Regions from separate parts of the Mus musculus genome. Here regions 1, 3, 4 and 5 are each linked to region 2. A link is a contact called in public Hi-C and promoter capture Hi-C data. All regions are on one chromosome and are shown on one strand. Each heading gives the region's core, a stretch centred on a gene start, on an enhancer-like site or on the middle of the called end of the contact. The rest is flanking DNA. Distances are from core to core; before and after follow the strand shown.

What was found. Promoter capture Hi-C pulls out the DNA fragments that hold promoters and counts their contacts. Hi-C and Micro-C count contacts between places; a contact is called where the count stands out from the background.
Region 1: a Hi-C map of liver shows a contact between it and region 2, with 2.3 times the contacts expected there. The contact joins the enhancer-like site here to the promoter of Pik3ap1 in region 2. A contact is called at or near these places in 2 of 39 promoter capture datasets (frontonasal cranial neural crest and liver), 1 of 15 datasets of contacts at CTCF or cohesin (the NIH/3T3 cell line), 2 of 484 Hi-C or Micro-C datasets (both in liver), 1 of 115 datasets of contacts at active chromatin or transcription factors (pancreatic cancer cells) and 2 of 9 other capture datasets (adipose tissue and embryonic stem cells).
Region 3: a contact with region 2 is called in a promoter capture Hi-C map of pre-B cells, with 3 times the contacts expected there. The contact joins the enhancer-like site here to the promoter of Pik3ap1 in region 2. A contact is called at or near these places in 9 of 39 promoter capture datasets (the C10 cell line, cranial neural crest, embryonic stem cells and 3 more), 1 of 484 Hi-C or Micro-C datasets (pre-B cells) and 2 of 115 datasets of contacts at active chromatin or transcription factors (embryonic stem cells and pro-B cells).
Region 4: a contact with region 2 is called in a promoter capture Hi-C map of liver, with 4 times the contacts expected there. The contact joins the promoter of Morf4l1b here to the promoter of Pik3ap1 in region 2. A contact is called at or near these places in 4 of 39 promoter capture datasets (the SN4741 cell line, cranial neural crest, frontonasal cranial neural crest and 1 more) and 1 of 115 datasets of contacts at active chromatin or transcription factors (microglia).
Region 5: a promoter capture Hi-C map of pre-B cells shows a contact between it and region 2, with 4 times the contacts expected there. The contact joins the enhancer-like site here to the promoter of Pik3ap1 in region 2. A contact is called at or near these places in 6 of 39 promoter capture datasets (the 3T3-L1 cell line, cranial neural crest, embryonic stem cells and 2 more), 1 of 484 Hi-C or Micro-C datasets (large pre-B cells) and 2 of 115 datasets of contacts at active chromatin or transcription factors (large pre-B cells and pancreatic cancer cells).

The regions. Positions count from the first base shown.
Region 1 is chr19:41,578,165-41,580,864 of GRCm38.p6, forward strand. All of the region lies in intron 7 of Lcor (ligand dependent nuclear receptor corepressor), which reads left to right. Among named protein-coding and RNA genes, the nearest start is that of Mir8091, 9.1 kb to the right of the region's middle. Within about 2 kb of position 1,312, at least 18 of the 459 cell types and tissues checked have an H3K27ac peak or open chromatin away from gene starts, as enhancers often do. A contact at or near this core is called in liver and pancreatic cancer cells, where this site is marked.
Region 2 is chr19:41,383,690-41,386,389 of GRCm38.p6, forward strand. Pik3ap1 (phosphoinositide-3-kinase adaptor protein 1) reads right to left here and starts at 1,413. Exons shown (of 17, transcript NM_031376.4): 1 at 1,268-1,413. The coding sequence starts at 1,280.
Region 3 is chr19:41,614,541-41,617,240 of GRCm38.p6, forward strand. Slit1 (slit guidance ligand 1) reads right to left here. Exons shown (of 37, transcript NM_015748.3): 26 at 2,125-2,288; 27 at 250-374. Among named protein-coding and RNA genes, the nearest start is that of Gm52407, 12 kb to the left of the region's middle. Within about 2 kb of position 1,436, at least 44 of the 459 cell types and tissues checked have an H3K27ac peak or open chromatin away from gene starts, as enhancers often do. A contact at or near this core is called in pre-B cells and pro-B cells, where this site is marked.
Region 4 is chr19:41,524,002-41,526,701 of GRCm38.p6, forward strand. It overlaps Morf4l1b (mortality factor 4 like 1B), which reads left to right and starts at 1,251. Exons shown (of 1, transcript NM_001326287.1): 1 at 1,251-2,700. The coding sequence starts at 1,339. The coding sequence ends at 2,310. The region is part of intron 2 of Lcor (ligand dependent nuclear receptor corepressor); the gene reads left to right.
Region 5 is chr19:41,632,850-41,635,549 of GRCm38.p6, forward strand. Slit1 (slit guidance ligand 1) reads right to left here. Exons shown (of 37, transcript NM_015748.3): 19 at 1,751-1,894; 20 at 1,306-1,472. Among named protein-coding and RNA genes, the nearest start is that of Gm52407, 30 kb to the left of the region's middle. Within about 2 kb of position 1,437, at least 21 of the 459 cell types and tissues checked have an H3K27ac peak or open chromatin away from gene starts, as enhancers often do. A contact at or near this core is called in pre-B cells, where this site is marked.

The sequences.
Region 1 (2,700 bases), core at 62-2,561, 190 kb after region 2:
GTGTCAATAATCTATATGACACAGACTAATTACGGATCTAAAATGTCATGCTTTTTCAGAGTCAGAGTGAGGAAATTCTCTACAAGACAGAATCTCTGCTCTGTTCAATTAGCAGTTGCCTAGGGGTAACCAAAGTTAGTGCAAGCGCTGTATTTGGGCTCCGTTAAAGATGCAGGGAAACTTGAGTACTGCTAAGCAAAGGTAGATCTTTAGCCAATTTAAATCAGACTGACACCATTTTTTAAAGCCAAACATGAAAAATGCAACAATATAATTAAGTACCAGGAAGTTGAGGTTAACTCTAAACATTAAATAGCTGAATGGTAAGAAATTAAAATCATCTAAATTAGATTTCTCTTTAAAACCTTTGGGGGGGTGGTAAGTAGTAATTTGGAGTCACAGCCAAAAGTAGCTTTATGGCTGTAGTTGTAAAGTTAGCTATTTAATGATAGCTGGGCAAAGGTTAGTGTTAATGTGCAGTCTCTCAGCCCCAAGGTCACTACTTACTGCCAGGTTTCTGCCTATGGATCCAAATTGCCTACAAAACAGGTCACATTCGGAGCTTTGAAACATCTACTAAGAACACATCATTTGCCATCTCCAGCAGCTACTGTCTTCCATCTTCTGTGTCCTGATGGGGGTAAATACTGATTCTCAGAGAAATAAAGGCCAAGTGGAGAGAGAGACGCGTGTTAAGTGATGGTATGATTCTGTAAAGAATTACACACCAAAATATTTTCAGAAATTCAGGGGCTGACAGGATGGTCAGTGTATCTAAGTGTTTGCCACCAAGCCTGACGGCCTGAGCTTAATCCCGGAGACCCACATGCTCACAAAATCTGACCTCTGACTTCTCCCTGTATGCTGTGGCACATGTGCACATGAGATATATATACATGATATAAACGTAATTAAAAGTCTAAGCCGGGCAGTGGTGGTGCACGCCTTTAATCCCAGCACTTGGGAGGCAGAGGCAGGTGGATTTCTGAGTTCGAGGCCAGCCTGGTCTACAGAGTGAGTTCCAGGATAGCCAGGACTATACAGAGAAACCCTGTCTCAAAAAACAAAACAAACAAACAACCCCCCCCAAAAAAGTTAAGCTGCCTGTGAGGGCACACACCTGTAATCTTAACACTGGGACAACGGAAGCTGGAGAAGGAGTAGAGCTCAAGGTTAGTCTCAGCTAGACAGAAAGTTTCAGGTCGCACTGAGAAGCAAGCAAGAACCTTGACTGCTTTTGCCAAGCACATCAGAGGCAGAGGCAGAGGCAGCCTTGCCAGTTGAGGCATTGACTGAGCCAGCTGGAGCAGTGCCACAAAGCTCACCCTGGTGGTGTGGGTGAGGGAGAGCTGGTGAGCTGACCAACACGGCTGCCACCCAGGCCCAGATTCAGGGCTTTGAGTTGGCCCACCCTAGGAACTACTGGAGCATGTGAAGGGGTCAGCCTTGCAGATCCAAAGCTGCAGGATCTCCATGACACAGTCAACAGGGTACCCGAGAGGAGCCATAGTGAGGATAGAGTATCCATAGAATAGCAGAAGACAGAGGTCTTGAACCAGACCAATGACTCACTGCAGTGAGCATTTGCAAGTAAAGATGTGTGGACAGAAGGGTTTACCGTAGGATATACTATGACTCACTGCAGCTTCTGCAATGAGGTGGTTGTTGTTGTTTTTTTCTTGGGAAAGGGGAGGTTGCAAGGATAGATGGTAGATACAAAGAGACAGGGAGATGAGTGGGACTGGGGTTGCATGGTGTGAAATTCACAAAGAATAAAAAGTTTCTTTTTAAAAAGGCAGACAGAAGCCAAAACTATTTGAACCCTGCTTTTGTGCAGACTCTCAGCATACTGCCATTCAGTCCCAGTGTGCAGGTGCAGCTAAGGTTCTGAGGGACTGTACTGTCAGAGTAGGGGTCCAGTCAGATGTCTCCTTTGCAGCTCCCATGTCCTTTACTGTAACTCTGCCACCAGTGGGAGGTGGAAAGGCAGGTGACACAGGCTGTCTGTGGTAAACCTTTCTATAAAGACATGTCCTGGCCATGAGGTCAGAGTCAAAGATGGAAGAGTAAGCCAGAAGACGTATCAATACATGTTCAACACACATGAAGCTACCGTCTGTGTTCTGTCGTGTTTCACATGCCATCAAATAATAGTCTCCTAAAGGTCCATAAGCCAGAGGGGCTGAGAAGAGTGTGTGTGTGAGATGTTGTCTCAGAATCTGGGCTCTTTTCCATGTCGGTAAAAGTTGTGCATCCAAAAGCCCAAAGCCACCGTGAGACCCCTGGCCATCCCCGCAGGCCATGTTTGTGCCCTGTCTTGAACCTAGTGTTGGCCTCTCCCTCCCTCTTAGCTTCCCAGTGTGGATTTAGCTTTCATGCAGAGCAGCTGGTGAGACTGAAATGTTTCCTGGTGATATTCTCGGATATTCTCGGGGAGCTCGGTGGTGGGCTACTGTGGGGATGCTTCTGCCTTGCATGGGTCAAAGCTGATAGCCCCTCCACTGTGAAATTTCTTTCTCTTTGTGTCCTGTTCTGGAGCACTGTTGGTGGCTCTCCAGCCAATTGTTCTTTCTGAGAAATTGTCTTAAAAGCCATTGAGTTCTCAAAGTACTTTTAAGCTGATGTCTGTAATGTCTGGAGCGTAGTATGTCTGAATGTTTGCCGTGTTCTAAACTAAAGCTAGTGGTTATTTTAGCACCA
Region 2 (2,700 bases), core at 163-2,662:
CGACAGTGCCTGGAAACGGCAAGCACTCAATAAAGTTTGTCCAGTGAGTGGACCCTGAGCCACAGTGCTGCTTTATCCCATAGAGCCTGGCTAGGGAACCGCAGGCCATTGATGAACCACCCTCCCAGCCCCTTCAATAATAATAATAAGCATGTATTATCAAAGCCTTTTCTACCTTCGTTCCAAAGTACCATGACCCAAGGCTAGACCTTAGCAGATCTGGAGACAGTTGGCTTTAGCATCTGCTCCCTTCCCTCCCAAGCATTGACTTCCCCCAGCCCACGCTACACGATCTCTCTCAAGAGATGCTATCATCTGGTTTTCATTCTCTCTCAAAGCATCACGCTGGAGCTAGGTAAACACAAGTCAGCCAAACCGAAAACATGGCAACTCTCTCTTCTCATCTAGCAATTCCTCATTTAGTTACTGTTTTCTTTCACACCACCAAAACTCTGTGGTGAACAGAGACCAGACCGACAAGGTTCTCACCAAGAATCTACTACGCCTATAGCCACTGAGGTGTATAGGTGCTGCTCACTAACTGTCTCTCAACGTTGTCCTTACATGGTTTGTCCTGAACCTCAGCGAGCTAAGGACTTGCCAAGTGTACATATGCTCATGAGCTAGAAAGAAACCCAAGACCAACCAGAAGAAACTTCTGGCACCTTTTGATGATTTGCCCACCAAATTCCAATTACCCCTGGGCACATAAGTTACATAGAGAACAGAGTAAGAGTAAAATTAGAGTGTGGTCTCGGTTTTTTACCAAAATTCCAGAGAAGATATACAATCGCGGTGGACAAAGGGGGCTTCTGAAGCTGTCCCTGGACCACCTAAGACTGCCTGAGCGCCCCCTATTGGTTGGATAAGACCCTAAGAGAAGCATCTGGCTTCTTACAGAATCCGCCCTCCACCTCCTATCAACTGTCCTCAGAGTACTCAGAGTTAGAGCTGAGAAAGCGACCCTTGGCAACTTACAGCTAGAAGGGAGAAAAGAAGACTTAGAAACTGGGATAGGTCGAGCCCCAGGCAGGAGCAAGACAGAATCGTGCACAGACCGGTTAGGGGAAACGTGAGAAAGTTCAGAGGGGAAGTTTGCGACAGAGACTGGAGAAAAGACCGGAAAGAATACAAAATCCCCTCACTAAAGACTAAAGAAGTAGGGAGACAGGTCTCAAGACTGGGAGGGTGGTGTCAGAGAGCCTCAAGGACCAGGGGCGCGCGAGCCAGGAGCCGGGAGCTGGAGAGCGCTGCGCCTGCTACCCACCTGAGGCTGCCATGCCGTCCCGGGAGCAGCTCGCATCCCCGGCTGGCACCGGAGCACGGTATCCGGTGCCCACAGCCGCGGTAGGCGACGTCGCTGGCGCGGGGTTAGAAGCAGAGTCCAGCTGTGCTCAGGACAGTGGCGACTCTGGCGCTTCCTCCTGCCGGGCAGCGGGGACTCGCACGGGGGCGTGTCCAGAGGGTCTGCCCCGCCTGCGGGGCTCCGCGTGGCACCTGCACGCGCGGCGGTTGGGGAGGGGAAGTGAGAAGTCCACACGACCAGCCGCCAGCTCCCGGCGCCGACCCCTGCTCGTGCCACGTGTGTCCCGAAAGCAGGCAGCCACCTCGATGTCCCCCAAGAGCAGTCTGAGGTGCTGGAACTGGGGGAGGGAAGACAGACTGTAGGGCTAGCTAGTCTCAGACTTGAAGTGGGGAGGCATAGCACAGCTGTCCCAACCACCTTGTCCCTTGGGACTTGTCCTTGAGACACTGCCCCCAAGAATAGGGAAGGCCTGCAGGAAGGGGAAGGAGAAGCACCTGGCCCTAGGGTCTTGGCGTTGCCCTTGGGTGCCCTCCTGTGACCCTTCTGCATTTCCTTGGATCTGGCCCTCTAAGGGCACATGGGTGTTAAGCATAATCTTTGATAGATAGATGTTATCACTGCCAAGAACCTTCCACACACGATTGTTCCACTTCCACTATCAGAGCTCTTTGGCTTTCTTCCATCTTCCTCCACTTTAAAAAAAAAAAAAAAAATCTTAGTTTATTTATTTTGTGTGCTTGTGTGGGAATGTGCATGCACATGTTGTTCGGTTCACAGAGTGGACAGAGTCTGTTCTCTCCTTCCACCATGGAGTTCTGGTAAATCAAACTGATCAAAGTGGCTAGACACTAGGCAGCAGGCACCCTTACCCTGAGCCATGTCACCAGCCCCTTTCCCACTTCTGAGGGAATACATTAAACTGCCCGGATCGTCCAGGAAAAGACATCTAAGGGCCCCTTGATGGCAGCCTCAATACATCTATCTACAACTTCAGACCCTTGTCCTATAATGTAGCAAATTCACAGATCCTAGAGATTTGAGTCTGGGTATCTTTGGGCATAGTTTCTCCACCTAACACAGGCCAAGGGTCCCTAAAGCAGAGATGAACATGCTGCCTGCCATTCCCCCTGTTTAGGATATCCTTGGCCTCTGCCCCTACTCTGACACACCGTGATAGCCATTTCACACTATTAGAGTTCTTTAATTGAGCTTATAAAAACATTTCTTTATTTTTTCCAGAATGGCTTTAATTGATGCTTCCTGTATTCAGCTCTAAGTTCCTCAAAGTTAGCTCAATCTTTTTTGCTGTGGAGTCTCTATCCTCTGGTGCTAACTCTGGCCAGAAAATGTGCTCAGAAATGCATATGACCAGTAAATCCTTAGATCTGAGATCC
Region 3 (2,700 bases), core at 186-2,685, 230 kb after region 2:
GGGGGTTAGCATGATCTAAGACAGAGCCTTCAGCAGCTCTGCTTGTCTGCCACGGGGCTGCCTGCTCCCTCTTTCCTTCACCCATCCACCCAATCACCAATATGACCATCTGTCTACAGGTTGGTTCGCCGGTGATAGGTCCACTCACACATCTGTTCTGAGGCAGGGAGGAAAACAACAGACCCAGCCGTGCCAGGGATGCCTCGCAGCAGAGAGAACTCTGTCCCTCCAGCTGCAGCCTCCACTCACCTTGTAGCCACTGGGGCAGGTACACCTGTATACCTCAAGAGGGTCATTGTGGCAGGTGCCCTGGTTCTGGCATGGGCTGGACAAGCAGGGATCACACTTGGCCTGAACTGCCAGGCTGGGGGGACCTGTGGAAGCAGGGAGAACATTAGCAGAGGAAGGGCACGTGTGTAGGCATGAGGCACTACCCTGAGAGGTCCGGTCCTATGGAGGCATACCCTCCCAGGAGACATGCCTCACTGCCAGTCTGTGACGGTTGTGCTATATCTCCCAGCCCAGTCCAGCTTTCCAGCTGCAGAGCCCACTTTACTAAAGGGTCACTGGAAGCCCCTGACTCACATACAGCTGTGAGAACCGTATGAACAGGTAGGCAGGGCTCAGAAGGTGGAAACTGTACACAGTGGTAGGGTCACCCTAAGAGGCAGAGAGTAGCAAAACCATGACTGTTCACTGTCCCTGATTCTGCCTTTCACACCCTCAGAAGCAGACACTCCAGCCTGCAGCCTGCTCAGCAGAGAGGGCACTGTGAGCCCGGGCTTGGCTCTGCAGGGAGCCTATAGGGGGGTGGATCTACATGCCTTGAGGTTCTTTCTCTTGGAGTCTAAAGAGAAGAGAATCTTCTGTTACCTCTAAGCTACACAGGCTCTCCTCCAGACCTCAATCACTGGCGAGAATAGGGTAGCCTAGCAGCAATGGTACCTGGGTGCCAACCATGAGGGACACAAACGTTTTGTAAGAATGAATAGGAAAACCTGGCCACTCAACTCAGGCTCCCTGCTGAAGGCTCCTTCTAGAAGAGGTAACATATCAGTAACATATCAAGACATGCGCTTGAGTGGGAAAGCAAAAACAAAACCAAGACAAAACAAAAAAAAAATGTTTTCCACAGGACAGAGGCTGCTGGCGGGATTTCCAGGCACAGATGTGTCGTCGGTTTCTTAGCCCAGTACTGGTACGTGAGTGAACTCAGTGATCATGCATCGGCCCTTCCCTCATGTCTGTGTACCTTTCTGTTGTCATATTTCGGTTTAAAAGTACATAAAAAAAAATACAACTCAGCTCCACTCTGCCAACTAGCAAATGCCATGCACCTATTAGCATAGATCGGCTTGCTCCTAGGAGCTGCCACATTGTGGGCCCTTGGAACTATTACAGCTGTGACAGCTTCCTGCACACAGGGTGGCCTGGGCCACCTCATTAACCTACAGCTGTCAGTTTCATTTCCGATGGCAGTCTCTGAGCTTGCAGAGGGCAAGGGCCATGCCCTGGGGTCCCTAGGGTCCTCCCCTAACTCCCCCTGCAAACAAAGCTGAGCCCAGGCAGCCACTCCGCCACCTGTCTTTGCTTCACAGGGTTCTGTAGGGCCTCGGGGGAGCCTGATCTGCCAACCAGTCTGTCAATCAGTCCCTGAACAAGTATTTGTAGATGCTGGAGGCAGAGATCCTCAGCACGGGCCACCGGTCACACCCTGATTCTCTGTGCTACAAATGTCCAGAAAGCACCAGCTGGTCTCTCAGTCCCACCAGGGACAGAGGGGGCTTCAGCTGTTTGTCCGGCACAGTGCTTACCTTCAGGGAAGTCTGGGTGCCTGTATTGCCAGGAGCCTGGGAGCTTCAAAACTGCTGTTTTGATTTTTCTTACATAACCACAGGGAAGAATCTAAGCCTTCAAGGCCTGGGATTTTCCGCCTAGCTGTTTGTATGTCGGACATCAAGATGGAAGACAGCCATTCTAATCAGAAGAGTCTCAAGTATATCATCTGACTCACCTAGCAGCGGGACCCAAGGACCCGGGAGTTTCTGGAAGACCCCACCGGGGCTAGGCAAATCCTGGGGTCCCTGGCACCCACCACCCCTTCTCTCATGCCCCTGGGCTCACCTTGGCATTCAAACTTCTTGGCAGGTGTGGTGAGTAACAGTTTGCCCTCCATCTCTGGGGGTCCAGCACAGCGGGCAATGCCAGGTTCCTTGTAGCCAGTCTTCACCCAACTGGAGAGCCACCGGAGGCGGCAGTCGCAGTACAGGGGGTTGGCACCAATGGCCCTGGGACAGGCAACAGAGAAAAGCAGGCATTCCAGTTTCGGAAGCTTTTATGTCACTGAGGACGCAGGTCCCAGGTCACCCCCAAGCTCCATTTTAAACCCTTGCTGTGCCTCGTCACGAAGACAGACTTGGGGAGACTGAGTAACCAGCTTAGAGCAAAGGAAGGGGGAGATTTAGGTTCGAAACCATGCTGCCAAGGCCAGAAGCTCTATATTCAAGAGCCTCCACAGGCACTGGGGAGAGGGTAGCCAGCATCTACCCCTGACCAGAAATGGCCTCTGCTTCTGCCGTTACACATCCAGTGCTGTCATTAATCCCACATGCAAGCTTCTTCGTGAAATTTGAAGACGTGGAATTGAGCATCTCGTAGAATATGTAATTTCCCTGGGGCCACACAGCGGCAAAGAGCAGC
Region 4 (2,700 bases), core at 1-2,500, 140 kb after region 2:
AAGCATTCCTCTGAACCGCCCCCCCCTGCTTTTTTGTTTGTTTGTTTTTGTTTTTTTGTTTTGAGACAAGAGTTTCTCTGGGTAGCCCTGGCTGTCCTGCAGTTCCTTCTGGCCTCACCTACAGATCTGCCTGCACTCTGCCTTCAGAGTTCAGGGCCACTCTGTTTTTCATTCTGTAATTTTTTTTCCTAATGATTATGTATTACTGAATTTCTTTCTCAGTTGACCTAGTTCAGATTTTGATCTTTGTTAGTTTTGAATTACTATTCCCCCAAGCGTTGGTTCATTTTCCCCTTTCTTGCTGTGTTTACATTTTTCCTTTTTGGAAATTGAGGACAGCCATGGCATGGTGGTACACAGTTGTAACCATTGCAGTCTGGAGACTGAGATAAGAGGACCTAAGGATATTATCCTGGGCTATTTATAGAAACCCTGTCTCAAAAATAAAATTTGACTTACTATGAGAGTTTAAAATTTGTTATAATTTTATATAATAGATCTTTCATGTAAGAACTACCAAACCTGCTGGATTTTTTGGTTATTTAATACCTTCTAAGAGACTCAAATGCTTTCAGTCTTACTGTAAAGATGAGAATTCCTTTCTGGAAAATAAGAGGAATTGGAGTTGGAGACTGTTTTGAGATTTACTTAAAGGAACAGAGGTTAACTGTTACTGAGACTCTATAGTCTCCAGGGTCAAAAATAGATAGTATTTGGCCATTAATCCCGATGATTGCACCACCACCGCTGCCTCTCTACCTCTACAGCTCCTAACTCACGCCTTTCTTCTTTTCTAATGTTTGAAAGAGCAAGAGGACACAGTAACTAATTACATTAGGTAAATAACAATCAGCTGTTTGATTAGTGGGTAATTTAATTTTGTTAATACCTTTAGAATAATTTGATGTCAAGAAATAAAATTGAAAAATAATTGCTTTCTAATGATAAATCAAAAAGTTACAGTTTAAAAATAATATAAAAATTAACTCTAATTACAATACGAACTTCAGTAGCTACTGTATTGCAGATTAGAGGTTTATAGGAAGTAGAGCAAAGACATTTTAATTACAATATTATTTTTATTATCAGTTTAGCAAGATAGTACTGTTTCTGAAGTCTGCCTTTTAATTTTAATTTTAATTGTATGTGTAATTTGCCTACCTCTGTCTGTGTACCATGTGTATGCACTGCCTTTGGAGGCCAAAAAGGACATTGGATCCTCGGGGACTGGTATTACTAAGACAATTAAGAGTCTACATACAGAGTTGGGTGGGGTAGAGAGTAGGGGGCGGTAGTCGGGGGTGGTGGGAGAAGGAGGAGGCGGCGAATCACTTATAAATGGCGCCCAAGCAGGACCCTAAGCCGAAATTCCAGGAGGGCGAGCGAGTGCTGTGCTTTCATGGGCCTCTTCTCTATGAAGCAAAGTGTGTAAAGGTTGCCATAAAGGACAAACAAGTGAAATACTTCATCCATTACAGTGGCTGGAATAAAAATTGGGATGAATGGGTGCCAGAAAGCAGAGTACTCAAATACGTGGACACCAATTTGCAGAAACAGCGAGAACTTCAAAAGGCCAATCAGGAACAATATGCAGAGGGCAAGATGAGAGGGGCTGCTCCGGGGAAGAAGACATCCGGCCTGCAACAGAAAAATGTCGAAGTGAAAACAAAAAAGAACAAGCAGAAAACACCTGGAAATGGAGATGGTGGCAGTACCAGTGAGACACCTCAGCCTCCTAGGAAGAAGAGAGCCCGGGTAGATCCTACCGTTGAAAATGAAGAAACCTTCATGAACAGAGTTGAAGTTAAAGTGAAGATCCCTGAAGAGCTGAAACCCTGGCTTGTGGATGACTGGGACTTGATCACCAGACAAAAGCAGCTTTTTTATCTTCCTGCCAAGAAGAATGTGGATTCCATTTTGGAGGATTATGCAAATTATAAGAAGTCTCGAGGAAATACAGATAATAAAGAGTATGCTGTTAATGAGGTGGTGGCAGGCATAAAGGAGTACTTCAATGTCATGTTGGGCACTCAGCTTCTCTACAAGTTTGAGAGACCACAGTACGCTGAAATCCTCACCGACCACCCGGATGCGCCCATGTCCCAGGTGTACGGAGCGCCACATTTGCTGAGATTATTTGTGCGAATTGGAGCGATGTTGGCCTACACGCCTCTAGATGAGAAAAGCCTTGCTTTATTACTGAACTATCTACATGATTTTCTCAAGTACCTGGCGAAGAATTCTGCAACCTTGTTCAGTGCCAGTGATTATGAAGTGGCCCCTCCTGAGTACCATCGGAAAGCCGTGTGAGGGCGTGCTCGCCCTCTCTCCCTCGTGCTTGGATCTCTGTAAACAGTTTGGTTCTTAGTCCTTCTCTTGTACAAATGATGTACTTTGAAGACCGTTAGTGTATAACAGAGTTGTTTGTTTCCTCTTTGATTTTAAACAGAGAAAATAAAAGGAGTAACTGCTCCTTTTTTCTTCCTTTTTTCATTTCAAAGTTTCTACCAGTGTATCAGTGACGGACAACAGAGAGACATGCTGTAGAGTGTTTGCCTAGTTGACAAAGCTGCTTTTGAATGCTGGTGGTTCTGTTCCTTTGACACTACGCACTTTTATAATATGTGTTAATGCTCTATGACAAATGCTCTGATTCCTAGTGCCAAAGGTTCACTTCAGTGTATATAACTGAACACTCAT
Region 5 (2,700 bases), core at 187-2,686, 250 kb after region 2:
ATTGTAAGCACACACCACCATGGCTTGTTTTTTAAAAACATGTATTCTGGGGATGAAAGTCAGGGCTTCGTGTTTGCAAGGCAAGTACTTTACCAACGGATCCACATTCCAGCCCCAAAGAGACTGCTGTAAGTAAAGCAGTCAGTTCTCAAAAGCCAGTCAGTGGCAAGAGACCAAGATGCAGTATTTCAATTCTTAAAAATAGGAATTAACTACAACAGATATTAAACCATAAAATGTGTGTGTGTGAACAGTATGATGAAGATAAAAATCACACAGTGGTTTCTGTCCACCCACCCATCCATCCATCCATCCATCCTTCCTTCCTTCCATTCATCCATCTATCCATCCATCCATCCATCCATCCATCCATCCATCCATCCATCCTTCCTTCCTTCCTTCCTTCCTTCCTTCCTTCCTTCCTTCCATTCATCCATCCATCCATCCATCCATCCATCCATCCACCCTTCCTTCCTTCCATCCATCCATCCATCCATCCATCCTTCCTTCCTTCCTTCCTTCCATTCATCCATCCATCCATCCATCATCCATCCATCCATCCATCCACCCTTCCTTCCTTCCATCCATCCATCCATCTATCCATCCATCCATCCATCTATCCATCCATCCATACATCCTCCTTCCTTTTTTTTTTTTTTTTCCTACTGTTGAGCCCTGGCTGGCCTTGAACTCTCAAATCTCCTGTCTCAGCCTACATGGTCGCATGTCTGGCTTGAGATTTTTTTTTTTTAATTTTAAAAGTAGGGCATAAAAATGTTCTTAGAAAAATACATAGATTTTCTTTGGAAAAAAGCCTTAGCTGTCTTTCTTGGTGTGAGAGTTGGGACTCTCTGGTCTCCCTCCTCTCCACATGGCCTGGCTAGGTGATTTCAGAGCAGGGGTGTGCTCTGGAACAGCAGGAGGAACACGCACATGCAGACTAGAGACACACGAACACAGCATCCAGCGGCAGAGGAATTTGAGAGCTAACATCAGCCTGAGAAAGGCTCCCGTGACAGCAGACATGCTGAGACACTACAGAGCAGGGACAACTGAGGGACACACTTGCTATGCTACCCCAGGAAAAGTCTGCTTCCAACAGGAACCTCGGGGTGTGTGTGACCCTTACAAGAACCGAAGGAGAGGCTACAGCCTGCTAGAAGGGAGAACGCACACATACCACTACACAGCGTCAGCAACAAGCGAGAGTGTCTCCTATTCCCTCCCCAGGGCTCCCTAGGGCGCTGCCTGCCCAGCCCCTCAGGCAAGCCCCATCCTGTCCCTGCTGCATGGCCCACAAGTTACCTTCCTCACACCTGAAGTCAGGGAAGGCCACATCCTGCAGAGGAATCTGCCGCAGGAAGTCTGGGTTCTGACAGCGAGGGTTCCCCGTCACAATCTTCCTCTTCCGGAGCCAGTCGCCCAGCCATGACAGATGGCAGTTGCAGTTGAACGGGTTGGCCAGGAGGTTTCTGGAAGGGACGGGGTGTGTGGTCATGAAGGCACTTTCCATTCTCAGTGAGCCTGGCAGAGTCCTCTTCTGACCTCACAGCCCCAGACAGCTTATAATCTCCTAAGTGACCAACTTCTAGGACCAGAGAAAGAACCCGCGGCGGAAAGAACCAGAAGGACCCATGATTCCCCTGAAGATGCTCCTCAAGGCAAGAAGTCCCTCCTGCCGCTGGGGTAGTAGGCAGGGTTCCCCCAGCCTAAGTCACCAGCCCACCTGTCCTCAGAGACTGAGACTTACAGTGTGGACAGGGCCTGGAGAGTGTCAAAGGCTCCAGGGGAGATGGTGGTGATGTGGTTGTCATAGAGAGACAGGAGCCGCACGTTGCGCAGCCCGGTGAAGCTGTCGTTGTGGATACAGCTGATACGGTTGTTCCTCAGCATCCTGGGGAGGAGGGGTGTTGAGAAAAGAGGCAGAACCCCTCAATGACCCACTGAAGACTCCCTCAAGAGTTTAACTTTAAAATAGCTATGAGAGGGTGTCCCCAGCCTCGGGCCATTTTCTCAGACCGACACCTGCTAGGAACCCTGTGGCCAAGGGACAGCAGAACCTGGTGCTGCTCAGATGTCTTTCTTTCTCATCTCTATTTGGAGCAATGCCTTGGCCACATTACTCACCCTCCAAGACCCCTTTAATTCCTGCCCCCAGCCAAAAAAAAGAAAGAAGAAGAAGAAGAAAAAAAAGAAGCAGAAACCAAGCCAGCATTGGGTAGGCGATTCCAAGGGGCATTTAAATGGACTGCGACCATGCATGAAGCATGTCAGACTGATTAGCCAGTAATCAAGGATACCCAAATAACACCCAGTTCCTGCCTGTCAAATCAGAGAAGAGATTAAAACATAATCATCACAATGCCAGCCTAGGTCACAGCATGAAGATGGGCACACACGGTTGGCAAGACAACAAGGGAGGCCTCTGGGGAAGAGGGTGCCGAGCCGCCCCAGATTGTCCACAAGAGGCAGTCCCCTTCTGTTTCCATTGGCTGGCCCCCTTTCAGGACTCCACTGCCTGACTACTCAGGGGCGTGTGCAGAACTTGGAATGATGGTCATAAATGCAGCATTTCTCAAAAACAGAATTTAAAACAGCCTAAGCATCTAGATTACACATAAAATAGTTATGTTTTGAAGACATTCTATGATGTACGATTCCTTCCACGTTGAAGGAAAAAGCAGGTTATTAAACAAAATA